2 separate regions of the Mus musculus genome follow, and region 2 is linked to region 1. A link is a contact called in public Hi-C data. All regions are on one chromosome and are shown on one strand. The core of a region is the stretch at or near the end of the contact, and the rest is flanking DNA. Distances in the headings are between cores, read along the strand shown. Region 1 has its middle 24 kb from the start of Vps13a. Region 2 overlaps Prune2 (prune homolog 2).

Region 1 (5,879 bases), core at 1,900-4,399:
TGTATGTGTGTGTATGTGTGTGTATGTATGTGTGTGTATGTGTGTGTATGTATGTGTGTGTATATGTGTGTGTGTGTCTTTGTGTTTTACATCTATCTTCCTAAAATTGAGCCCTGAACCTTCATCCTCCCCTAATCTTAGGATCCAGGAGAGTGCCCCACACCCCTGTCATCATTCATGTCTTTCTTTGAACAGGAAGACAGAGGGCAAGGAAAGAATGGAAGGGTGTGTGTGTGTGTATGTGTATGTGTGTGTGTGAATGGAAGGGTATATGTGAGAATGGAAGAGTGTGTGTGTATGTGTGTGGATATGTGTGTGTGTTGGTATGAATGGAAGGGTGTGTGTGTGTGTGTGTGTGTGTGTGTGTTGGGGGTTTGTGAGAGTGATTCTGTAGAGTTGAGTCAATCATCTTTAATGAGTCTCAGAAGTTTGACAACAAATTTTCCCATGTATTTGCTTACTAATGTGTGAAAAGAGAGAAATGGGGTCTTTAGTGCGATCTGTGTCATTCCTGATGACAGTTGATGTCAGTTCCTGACAAAAAGTAGAAGTATTCATGAGAGGACAGCTAGACAGCTCTGCTCTACACAGGTTAAAAGAAAAGTCTCCATAGGAAAGTATTATAATGGAGAACATTAATGACTGGTTACTGACGGTTGGGCTTCTGCTATGGTGGTAACAGGAAGTGGTAAGGACTGTGATGGGCAGAAAAGCTCCTGTCTCTTCTGAGAAGCTCAGCCATGTCCTGCCATTGCCATGTAGAAACAGAGCCCACAGGGGTCCATTGATCCAGTTTTCTGACAGAAAATGACAATCTGGATTTTTACGTGAACTCTTTAGTTTAAAACTAACACTTGCATTTTTTCATGTTAATAAAAATACTACATTTAAGCTCTGTAATTCTCACCAATTTTCAATTTCTTGTCAAGAAGAACCAGTATTCCTTAAGATAACATCTTAGGAAATATTATCATTGTAGTTAAGAAATGATCTCTACAACTTTACAATTTTGTAGCTATGAGGAGGAACTTGGAATAAAGGAATAGTTGAGCAGGCAAGGTATTTATCCTCTGGGCAGATGCAAATCAGATACATATTTTCCTTCTCTTAATGTGGGATAGACTTTTTTTTTTTTTTTAAGGCACGGTTCTGTTTAATACCTTCTCTCTGCTACACACAAATGCTACTATAGAATTCACCATTCCCGCTCTTGGTCATTTATTCATTGCAGTTCTGTGCTTTGGCCAGTAGGTGGCAGCAAGTATTAGCCAGAAGAAGTAGCCAGTTTACACCTTTAGAAATATAAATTTTCTTTAATCTCTGTAAACAAAAACAGTGAAGGAGGGGAGAGATCAGAGGTGCTCTGAAGGCGCTTAGGCAATAGTACCAAAAAAGAAGCTTCATAGGAAGAACTAGTCTTCTCATATCTTGCAGAATATGTGAGTGACTATTTTTTCACAACTTAAACTTTTTTTTTTTTTTTTTTTTTGAGGCAAGGTCTCGTTATTTATCTTAAATAGCCCTCAAACTTGTGATTCTTCTGTCCCAGCTTCTCAAGCGCTATTACCATATGTTCTGTAAAAAAACAAAACAAAATAAACAGACAAAAACAAAACAAAAGAAAAAAACCTAGGATCGAAGAGACATCTCAACCAGTAGTAATACATGCTTAAGGAGATCAAGTGATGATTAGCATATTGGACCTTTTGCATACATGTATCAAATTATCACACTGACCCTACAAATATATATAATGATAGGTCAATAAAGTATTTATAACGGTGAAAAGACTTAAGAATTGAAAGAGACTTATACTGACTTCCCATGTTACTTCATTTAGTCTTTTATAATTAATTAATTAATATCTCAAATGTTGCTTCACCCCCTCAGAGAGTCTCTTCCCCCTTCCCTCCCCTTCTCCTCTGAGAGGGTAGGCCTTCCCCCTGGGTATCATCTCTCTAAATGCCATCCCTCCACCCCAGCGCATCAAGTCTCTGCAGGGTTAGGTGAATTCTCTCCCACTGTGGCCAGACAAGGCAGCCCTATGTGCTGGGGCCTCACTCCAGCCCATATAAGCTCTTTGGCTAGTGGCTCAGTCTCTGAGAGCTGCCAAGGGTCCAGGTTAGTTGAGTCTGTTGGTTTTCCTGTGGAGTCCCTGTTCCCTTCACCATCTTCAATCCTTCCCCCAGCTTCCATAAGAGTCCCTGACCTTCATCCAAAGCTTGGCTGCGGGTATTTGCATCTGTTTCAGTCAGATGCTGGGTAGAGCCTTTCAGAAGATAGTTGTGCTAGATTCCTGTCTGCAAGCACAACAGACAGAGTATCGTTAATAGTGCCAGGGATTGGTGCTTGCCCACGGGATGGGTCTCAAGTTGGCTACTCCTTCAGTCTCTGCTCCATCTTTGTCCTTGTATTGCTTTTAGAACAGACAAATTTTGGGTTTAAAGTTTTGTGAGTGGGTTGGCATCCTTGTCCCTCCACTGGGGATCCTGCCTGGCTACAGGAGGTTTCTTAGAAAATTGGAAATAGTTCTACCTAAATACCCAACTATACCACTCCTGGGCATATACCCAAAACATAGTCCACCATAACCTGAGGACAATCTGCCCCTCTATGTTCATAGCAGCTTTATTCGTAATAGCCAGAAACTGGAAAGAACCTAGATATCCCTCAACTGAACAATGGATAAAGAAAATGTAGCACATTTACACAATGGAATACTATGCAGCTATTCATCATGAATTTTGCAGGCAAATGAATGGAACTAGAAAATGTCATCCTGAGTGAGGTAACCCAGACTCAGAAGAGCATGTACTGTGTGTATTCACTGATAAGTGGATATTAGCCATAAAGTACAGTATACCCATGATACTCCCCCATGGACCTAAAGGAGGAAGGCCCAAGTGAGGATGCTTGAGTCTCGCTTAGAAGGGGGAATAAAATAGTCATAGGAGGCAGAGGAAGGAAGGGAACTAGGTGGGAGAGGGGATGGGGAGAACAATGGGGACATCAGGATCAGGGCAGGGAGAGGCAGGAGGAAGGGCTGGAGGCCCCAGGGAGAGGCAGGAGGAAGGGCTGGGGGCCCCAGGGAGAGGCAGGAGGAAGGGCTGGAGGCCCCAGGGAGAGGCAGGAGGAAGGGCTGGAGGCCCCAGAGAATGAGGGGAAATCTGCAGCTGCTGTGCTGGGTGGGGACTGGCGGGGCGGGGCGGGGCTGGTGGGGCGGGGCGGGGCTGGTGGGGCGGGACGGGGCGGGGCGGGGCGGGGCGGGGCTGGTGGGGCTGGAGAGAAGGGGTTCTCTAGAAAGTGACACCAGAAGAAGCCACCTCCTGTAGCCAAGTCACTTCTTGCACTGGTTTCTCCTTTAGAAAAGATTGGCAGGAAGGGCTGACTGTGTGAAACAAAAAAAAAGCAAAGATTTTAATTTATTCCATGATAATTCAGTGTGCCAAACAAGGATTCTTTATTTTACTCTTAATTCTGAAGGCTGTTCCTTAATAAAAACTATAGATATTTATTGCCCCTTTAGGTAAAGATATAGCTTATTAAGACACGAAGAAATGGACGTGAAATATTTACTTTCTTTTCTGGATGACTCCCACACTCACTTAAGTCTACCCCACTTAAGATTCATTGCTACTGAGGCTCCTCCTCTTCCCTTCCCCTCCTCCCCCTCCTTCCCCTCCTCCCCCTCCTCCCACCTCTTTGTAACTAGGAGTGTACCCAAAGCACCCTTACACTTGCTAAACAAATGTATTTACCGCTTTTGAGGCACTTCTGCTGACCCCAACCTGTACCCCATTTCTGTTTTTATTTTAAGACAGAATCTCATGAGCTAGTGTAGGCCTTAAATTTATGATTCTCCTGCCTCAGCCTTCTAAATAGCAGGTTCATAGACCTGTACTACCAGGCTCTGCTGACTGCTGAAGAAGAAAAGAATGGAATGGATTTGAGTAAAAGTTATTAGTGAAAACTCCTGGATACTGTTAAGCAAAACTTGAAGATTATAAACATAAAAGGTTTTTTGAGAGTCTTTGTTATGTCATGAATGATTATGGACTAAGTGTTTTTTTTTTAATTAGGTATTTTCCTCGTTTACATTTTCAATGCTATCCCAAAGGTCCCCCATACCCACCCCCCCAATCCCCTACCCACCCACTCCCCCTTTTTGGCCCTGGCGTTCCCCTGTACTGGGGCATATAAAGTTTGCAAGTCCAATGGGCCTCTCTTTGCAGTGATGGCCGACTAGGCCATCTTTTGATACATATGCAGCTAAAGACAAGAGCTCCCGGGTACTGGTTAGTTCATATTGTTGTTCCACCTATAGGGTTGCAGTTTCCTTTAGCTCCTTGGGTAATTTCTCTAGCTCCTCCATTAGGGGCCGTGTGACCCATCCAATAGCTGACTGTGATCATCCACTTCTGTGTTTGCTAGGCCCCAGCATAGTCTCACAAGAGAGAGCTATATCTGGGTCCTTTCAGCGAAATCTTGCTAGTGTATGCAATGGTGTCAGCATTTGGAAGCTGATTATGGGATGGATCCCTGCATATGGCAATCACTAGATGGTCCAACATTCGTCACAGCTCCAAATGACTAAGTGTTTTTAAGGAGAAAAGGATGCCATGTCTAGTACAATGTATTAGAGTGGATTTGGTCTATTGCACAATTATTTCTGCACTTTGTGCTTTAAAGTCAAAGCCTTAATAGATATAAATATAGCATAGCCAGCTCTTGCTAATTTATAAAGTAAGAAACATGGCACAGGGTCAACCAGGCTACAGATTAAGTACAAGGCAGTGCTGAGAAGAGAAATCACAATGAAATTCAGTCATTAGCAAACCAGCACACATGCATGTGTGTACCTGGACAGAGGCATTGCAATGAATCCTCGTCATTGGTGCAGTCGACCTGTGTTTATAGCTGTGGGGAAAAGGAAGCGGGAATCGCCAGACCACAGTCCCTTTAGATCCCAGCAAAAGTTACATCACGGTTGTTTGGTTTTACTAAGAAAACTAAAGGAACCTAAAAATAAGTGTTAGAGGGTCATTGGAATGATGCCATGATACTTTAGAAAAGATTGAAGGTCAACTTCATTGTGGGTTGCATCCTAGAATTATGGGATCTCAGAGGCTGGAGGAGTACAGTGTGGTGGTGGTGTTTGTTTTAGGTAGCCTACCCACCATGCTTTTGTATTTGTTTGGAAGGGGCTCAACCTTCCTAATGCTGTGACCCTTTAATACAGTGGTGGTGGCCCTCAACCATAAAACTGTTCCAAGGCTACTTCATCACTGTAATTCTGCTGCTGTTATAAATCATAATGTAAATATCTGACATGTGATCCCCAAAGGGGTCATGACCTACAGGTAGACGTGCACTCTCTATGAGGACCAGCCTGGCCTTGAACTCCCAGAAATGTGCTGCCTCTGCTTCCTCAGTGCTGGGATTAGAGGCTTGCACCACTACACCTGGCTCCCACCTCGCTTCTGTATGGGAACCCCTTTCTTTTTATCTTCCCACGTTTACCTGGTCTCCAGTTGACTGTCTCCACAGTCCAGAGCTTTTAGCATTTTGTGTAAAGGTTTTCCTTTTGAACTGATCTCATTATGAGTTTCTTCCCAGCAGAGATCTGAAGTTGGTCTTTTTTGGTAACACCTGCTCACTGGCTTCTCTGGAGAGTTGATTTATGACATTTTTATGCTGGATCATAGACAGCTTCATGGGACTCATGAAAGTTACAGACGTTCATCCCAGAGAAGTGCACCGTGTCCCCCAGCTCCCTGGTGACATTTAAGTCAAGTCACCTTGCTCTAAGAAAATGGGGGCTCCCATGTGGCAGTTCCTACAGTATTTGAAACGGTGACATGGTCTTTCCCAAACACCCC
Region 2 (5,879 bases), core at 2,158-4,657, 210 kb after region 1:
CTTGCTCTCTCATAATTTGGAGAGGGAAAGTTCAAAAGTTACACAGTTCCTCTGAAAGCTTTAGACCCAGTGGCCCCAGGAAGCTGCCCATACATGCTACGATGGCACATTAGCAAGCTTGCCAGCTAGCTTTGCATCTGGGGCATTCATCTATATTGTAACTGGTGTCCCTTGACTTTTTTCCAGGATTGCTGGTGGAGACCCAATCTAGGCCTGGCTTTGTTCTATATCTGCTACAAAATCAGTTACCTTTTAAAGGCATAAATAAGGCAATGACAGTTCCCGGCTACAGCTCTTCACATTCAGAACTCAGACCCGTCATGTTTCTGAACAGCATGGCCTTTTCTTTCCCCCTTCAAACATCCATTTTCTCATGAGATTCATTCCCCCTGGGGGAGGGGGTGTTTCAGATATTTCCAAACTTCTCACTCTGGGGGACTCACACCTCCTCTCCCTGTAGCATTCTTACGCCCTCTCTCTGATACTCTTTTTCTACCTGTCCCTCCAGTCTTCTCTACTTGCTCTCTCCAGAATGTCGGTTTCATGAAGAAAGCCCTTCTGTGCACTGTCCACTGCCCTACCTGGTGCCTCCACTCTGACTGGCACATAGTAAAATTCAGTGGGATGAATTTTCCAAGAGTGGATTTGATTGTGTGAGGCAGTGGGGGAAGATATGGAAGAAACCGGGAGAGGATAAACAATAATCAAAATATTTTGTATGAGAAAAATCGATTTTACTAAGAATTTTGACAATTTTTAAAAATAGTATTTCTACACTCTCTGTTTTCATGACGGCATTGATTGTGGGAGTGTCTGATATGCAATCAGCTGCTGTTGTGATCCATCCTGCTAGTATTCTTACTGTCTAGGGCATGGACACTGTTTCTTTTCCTAATAACCCTTTTCTCTAATTCTCTTTTCTATTTTAGCTTGTAGAAATCTTAGTGGCGTTTATTTTCTTGTTTTTGCAATGACTCGCTTTTGTTTTCGTTGATTGTCATTGCATGTATAATCTTAAGGAGTCTGTATATAATTTTAACCCGTTGTGAACCATAGTACATCTAAAGAAAAGGATGCAAAATATGTTTATAAAAACATAAATATGCAGCTTAGTGAATCGTCAGGAAGGAAACACCTTTGATAATTTACCCATCTAAAGAGGTAGACTGTGAAGACACTGCATCCTTCTCATGCCCACAGCCCACTCCTACCTGGAGGCAGGCAGCATTCTGATGCCATAGCACAAACCCTTTGCTTTGCGTCATACTTTAGCCAGCCTTGGGTTCCTTCCCCAGGACACTACACATGAGTTATGTGTGGTTATGTGCTTTACACCAATGGACACATATGGTCTCTACAACACAGGGAATTCCAGCAGGAATCACATTCCTGTCTCCACTTGCTTCAAGAAGCTCACATTGAGAGTTAGAAAGTGGATACTGTTGCCACCGCTCCAGGGTTTCTATGATATCTGCATCTTATTCTGTACTCTGCTGCTCTTTCCCTCCATCCCGACTCTTTTACTGTTTTATTATATTTCATGTCTTTTGGTAAGCTAATTCAAATATTCAGTGCAGGAAGGATTTACATGAAAAAAACCCAATGATTCATAGATAACTGTCTTATAAGAGCACATACTATGTTTAATGTATATGTCTAGATCCTAAGGTGAATCAAATGTACACTGCCTGTACAGAGATTGCTTGTCTGTCTCAGTTCCTTTGTTTCTAAAAAGGAACAAACTAATTCTAAATAAAGGTTGCCTTTCCTTTTCTTCCACCAGTATCTACCTCTGTTTCAACTCATCTATCTCTGCTTATGCCTTTTTCTCAACACAAAAACAAACATTCAGGTTCAGTCATTTGATTGTCTTGGTCCTAAAACTTACTACTATAATTATCTATCAAACTGTTTGCAATATGCTATGCAATTTCCTTCAAATATTGAAGAAGAACCTGATTGCTACGGTGTTGCTAAGTGGTCGTTTGCATACCTATGATGCCGCCATTGGTTGCAAGATCTCCTTGTGTTTCTCTGATAGTTTATCTTGACACTGTGTCCTTTTGGCCCTGAGGACAATTAGTGGTATTTGCTAACAAGTAACTCAGCGAAGCAACAGTGTTTCAAGGTTGGTGGAATAATTAGCCATCTTGAGACAATTTGAATTTAATTTCTCTTCTTTTAAAATAGCTACCACTGTTTACTAACTGAGCAAATTTGGACAACACTACAGTAGACACGTTAGTTCATCCTTGGAATAAGTCTGTCAGTTTGGTGGTCCCTGTTGCCAGCATCCTTGTTTCCCATGGCTTTTTTTGCAGTTTCTTTGTACAGCAGCACAGATCTCCTGAGTCAGGTCTTTCACGCTGATGAAGCTGTGTTTCCCAGAGGAGCCCACATTCAAGGTGGAGTTTCATTTAATAAAGGTGCTACTGGTGAGCCACAGAAGGAAAAGAAGCTGCTGTGCCTTTGAAGCATCAGCCTGAGTTCTGCAGAGAGAGAGACACCAACCAAGGCTGCTGGCTTTCTTTCCTCCAGCCATGCAGATCTCAGCGCTGTACCTCTGCCTGTCTTCAGAGTGCCAGCACTTAGTTTCTTTGTTCACAGGCTTCCTCCCTGTCCATCTTTGTATAAGCTTCTTTCTCGGGTACTTGGTCTTCAGCTCTGTGGAGAGTTTTCATTTCCCTTCTGAGGTGTGCTGCAATAGGAACCTGCTTTTCTCCCTGCCTGAACCCTCTGTGGTTACAGGAAGAGAAGAAAATGCCATGCAGGTCGGTCCTTAAACAGGAGCGTTCTCAGAGCCACTGTATATTGTTTTAATTTAAAAGTTAGTAATTTCAAGGCACAAATTGATGCCGTCTACTTCATCCAGAAAGGCATATATTTATAAAGTGTCACTTTTCAATTATTTGTGTAAGAAATTACATGTTCAGGAAGACCCAGCTGTCATGGCTGGTAAGATCACTGACCTTGGTACTTGGACCCTGATATCTATCTTCTGGCTTTTCCTGTCCTACCTGTCTTTGTCTTTATTGTGTGGTCTTTCCTCCCTCCCTCCCTCCCTCCCTCCCTCCCTCCCTCCCTCCCTCCCTCCCTCCCTCCCTCCCTCTCCTCCTTCCTTCCTTCCCCTTTCTCTCTCTCTTTTTCCTTCTTTCTTTCTTTTCCCCTTTCATCCCCCTTTCTTGCTTTGCTTCCCCCTCCCTTCTGGAAGATTCTTTTCTTTATTATTACTTTCCAACATGCCCAGTGTGACCATATCTCATTGTCACATTTTGCAGCCTCAGGTTTATGTTTAGTCATGCTCTGGCTTTGTGCCAAGTACAGAGCCTGGCAGACTGTTCCACCTTTGTGGGTTTATTTCCTCAGAGATGTATTCTAGGGGACAGCTGCCAACTCTAAGAGCCATTAAATTGCTGAATCATCATATTGAGAGGGGAGTGGGTGTGGTGTGTGTGTGTGTTTCCAGGAGCCATCTGGCAGTGAGATCTCAGCCACTGATTTCCAAACGTGCTTCTGTCAAGTCCACGATTTGCCCAAATGGCCCTTCAAGTTTGTTTGTATAAGGTCTTGACAGCAGCCGCAAGCTGAAGACTAAAGCAAACAGCAGCTCTTGTTCTTAGCTCTAGGATGAAGTGGGAACCACGCCCAAGTCCTCAGAAGCAAGCTCTCCATTCTCCAAGCAATCAAGCAATCTCAGCTGACCTTTAATAAAGACTAGTTGTTTGCTATTTTGGTAGACTGGATTAGCAGCTTCAAAAAGGTCCTTATAAGGAGGTCAAATGGGAGAGGAAAAGAGCCAAGGTGGTGTTTTTTTTTTTTTTTCTTTCTTGTTCCAAGGGTGACTCATCCCATTTCCAAATGATGATAACATCCGAGGGAATTACGCTGTCTACTTTGCTTAGGAAGAGACTAGAGGTAGGGAATAGAAATTATAGTTTCTCCTAGAAAATCAAAGTATCTATTCAATCTTGGTTTGATTTTTTCAGTCACACAAAGGTATCCTTTCTCTTAATCTCAGACACTCTAAATCTGTAAGGATTGTAAACAAGTAATGTGCTTATTTCTGTATCTTTTAAGCTAAAATGGGCATTTCATTGTAAGTCTTTTTTCTCCTTTCTCTTTTCCTTCTCTGCCTACCTCTGTCATCCATTCTTTAATGTTTTTGTTTGTTTGTTTGTTTGTGAAAAAAATCAATCCCAGGTAAACAGAAAGAGGACTTTTTTTCTGTTAGGAATTCATCGTGTAGACAACAACAATCTCCTGCGCTGACTGTCTCCCAGTTTCTGATGCAGTGGGGTATGGGCAAGGTTAGCAGGCTGCAATTGCTAGAGTCTGTTTACATCTCCATTCTTTTGAACAAAAGATATTATGGTTGATTTTTTTTCTATAGAAATGAAGCATTTGTTATATTTTTATTATAATTGTTTTCTTTGTAGCTTGCTCTTAATTCTCTGTCCCTCTTATCAGCCTGGGAATAGCTGGGAGACCGTTAGGTACGGGTTTATGGATTGTTTCTGTCCTCACACTTTGCTAGAAGTTAAATCAACACTCGTTAAGAACCAGGTTCTAATGTGCAGGCAGGTGTTCTTGGCTACCGTATACCTTGGTACCGATATTTAACAAGCTATATAATTAATAAATGTTTCTGAGATTTCAGAACAGAGATAGTGGAACTTCACATCAAAATTTTTACTTTCAGTATCAAATATATTTCATGTACTTATCCAACACCAAACCAAACCAAACCAAACCAAACCAAACCAAACCAAACCAAACCAAACCAAACCAAACAAAAACCCAAGTCAGATTTAGAGCTAGAATAAAAGTTAGCTGCAAGCGGGGTGGTGGTGGCGCACGCCTTTAATTCTAGCACTTAGGAGGCAGAGACAGGTGGATTTCTGAGTTCGAGGCCAGCCTGGTCTACAAAGTGAGTTCCAGGACAGCCAGGGCTACACAGAGAAACCCTGTCTCAAAAAACAAACAAACAAACAACAAACAAGTTAGCTGCAGACTCCTCCTGTGATGCTTTTCTACTGCATCAAAGCTCATGGAGTTGTTTAGACTCTGGGTCTGGTTCATTCGAGTGGGTGATGTTTTTATTTATTTACAAGGCTTTAACTAATAAGTCCTATAAAATAAATATGTTGCTAATGTGAAGTGCAAAATTTCCAGGGGTGTTCTGGCATGAAGCTGGGCCATAGCCTTTATCAAAGACAACTCAGGAGGTGGAGAAGAACACCTACTTGAATGGGGTCTCCAGTCCTTGATAGCAGGGCATGTGCTCACTGCTGTTAAGCCAGACTGCATCAGCCAGGGTCAGCCCTTAACAGATGCGATCTGAGAATTCAGCTAGCTGCTGCTAAGCCTGATACCAGGGAGGCAGGCAGATATGTAAACACGCTGCCTCACCTTTATAGAACTTGAAGAAAAATGCATTTTAACTTTTTAAATACTTTCTTGGAAACATATTATTACATATTTATCATCACTGTTTGTTCTGATGCTTATCCATCATTTGTAACGATTGCTCTTACAGTCATTTAAAAATGAACGCCACGTAGACTACTTATTGTTATTGAGGCACATGCTCAAATTTTATCAATATAATCAGCTTTATTATTTGACAACAGCTTTATGCACTTTACCAAAATTAAAAGAAAGAGTTAATAAAGAAATACTCAAGTCAAAGAAGAGTTGATTCTTACTTTGATCAAGTCAAGTACATAATGGTATTTTGTACTTCAATACCATTAAACTTAAAATTTGGCTTTTTTTGTGATTGCTTATATGAATACAGTTTTTTATTGCTGTTCTTAGATGTGGCAAATTGCTTCATTTACTTACTATTCTCAAGCCATTTCTAGATTCTTCCAGGCTTC

What was found. Hi-C and Micro-C count contacts between places; a contact is called where the count stands out from the background.
Region 2: a Hi-C map of the G1E-ER4 cell line shows a contact between it and region 1, with 3 times the contacts expected there. A contact is called at or near these places in 4 of 39 promoter capture datasets (the 3T3-L1 cell line, the C10 cell line, hippocampal neurons and 1 more), 77 of 484 Hi-C or Micro-C datasets (the 3T3-L1 cell line, the AML12 cell line, the AtT-20 cell line and 50 more), 3 of 130 datasets of targeted methods (CD8 T cells, the NIH/3T3 cell line and embryonic basal ganglia) and 1 of 9 other capture datasets (embryonic stem cells).

Annotation. Positions count from the first base shown.
Region 1 is chr19:16,801,637-16,807,515 of GRCm38.p6, forward strand. No RefSeq gene overlaps it. Among named protein-coding and RNA genes, the nearest start is that of Vps13a, 24 kb to the left of the region's middle.
Region 2 is chr19:17,007,979-17,013,857 of GRCm38.p6, forward strand. The region is part of intron 4 of Prune2 (prune homolog 2); the gene reads left to right. Among named protein-coding and RNA genes, the nearest start is that of Prune2, 55 kb to the left of the region's middle.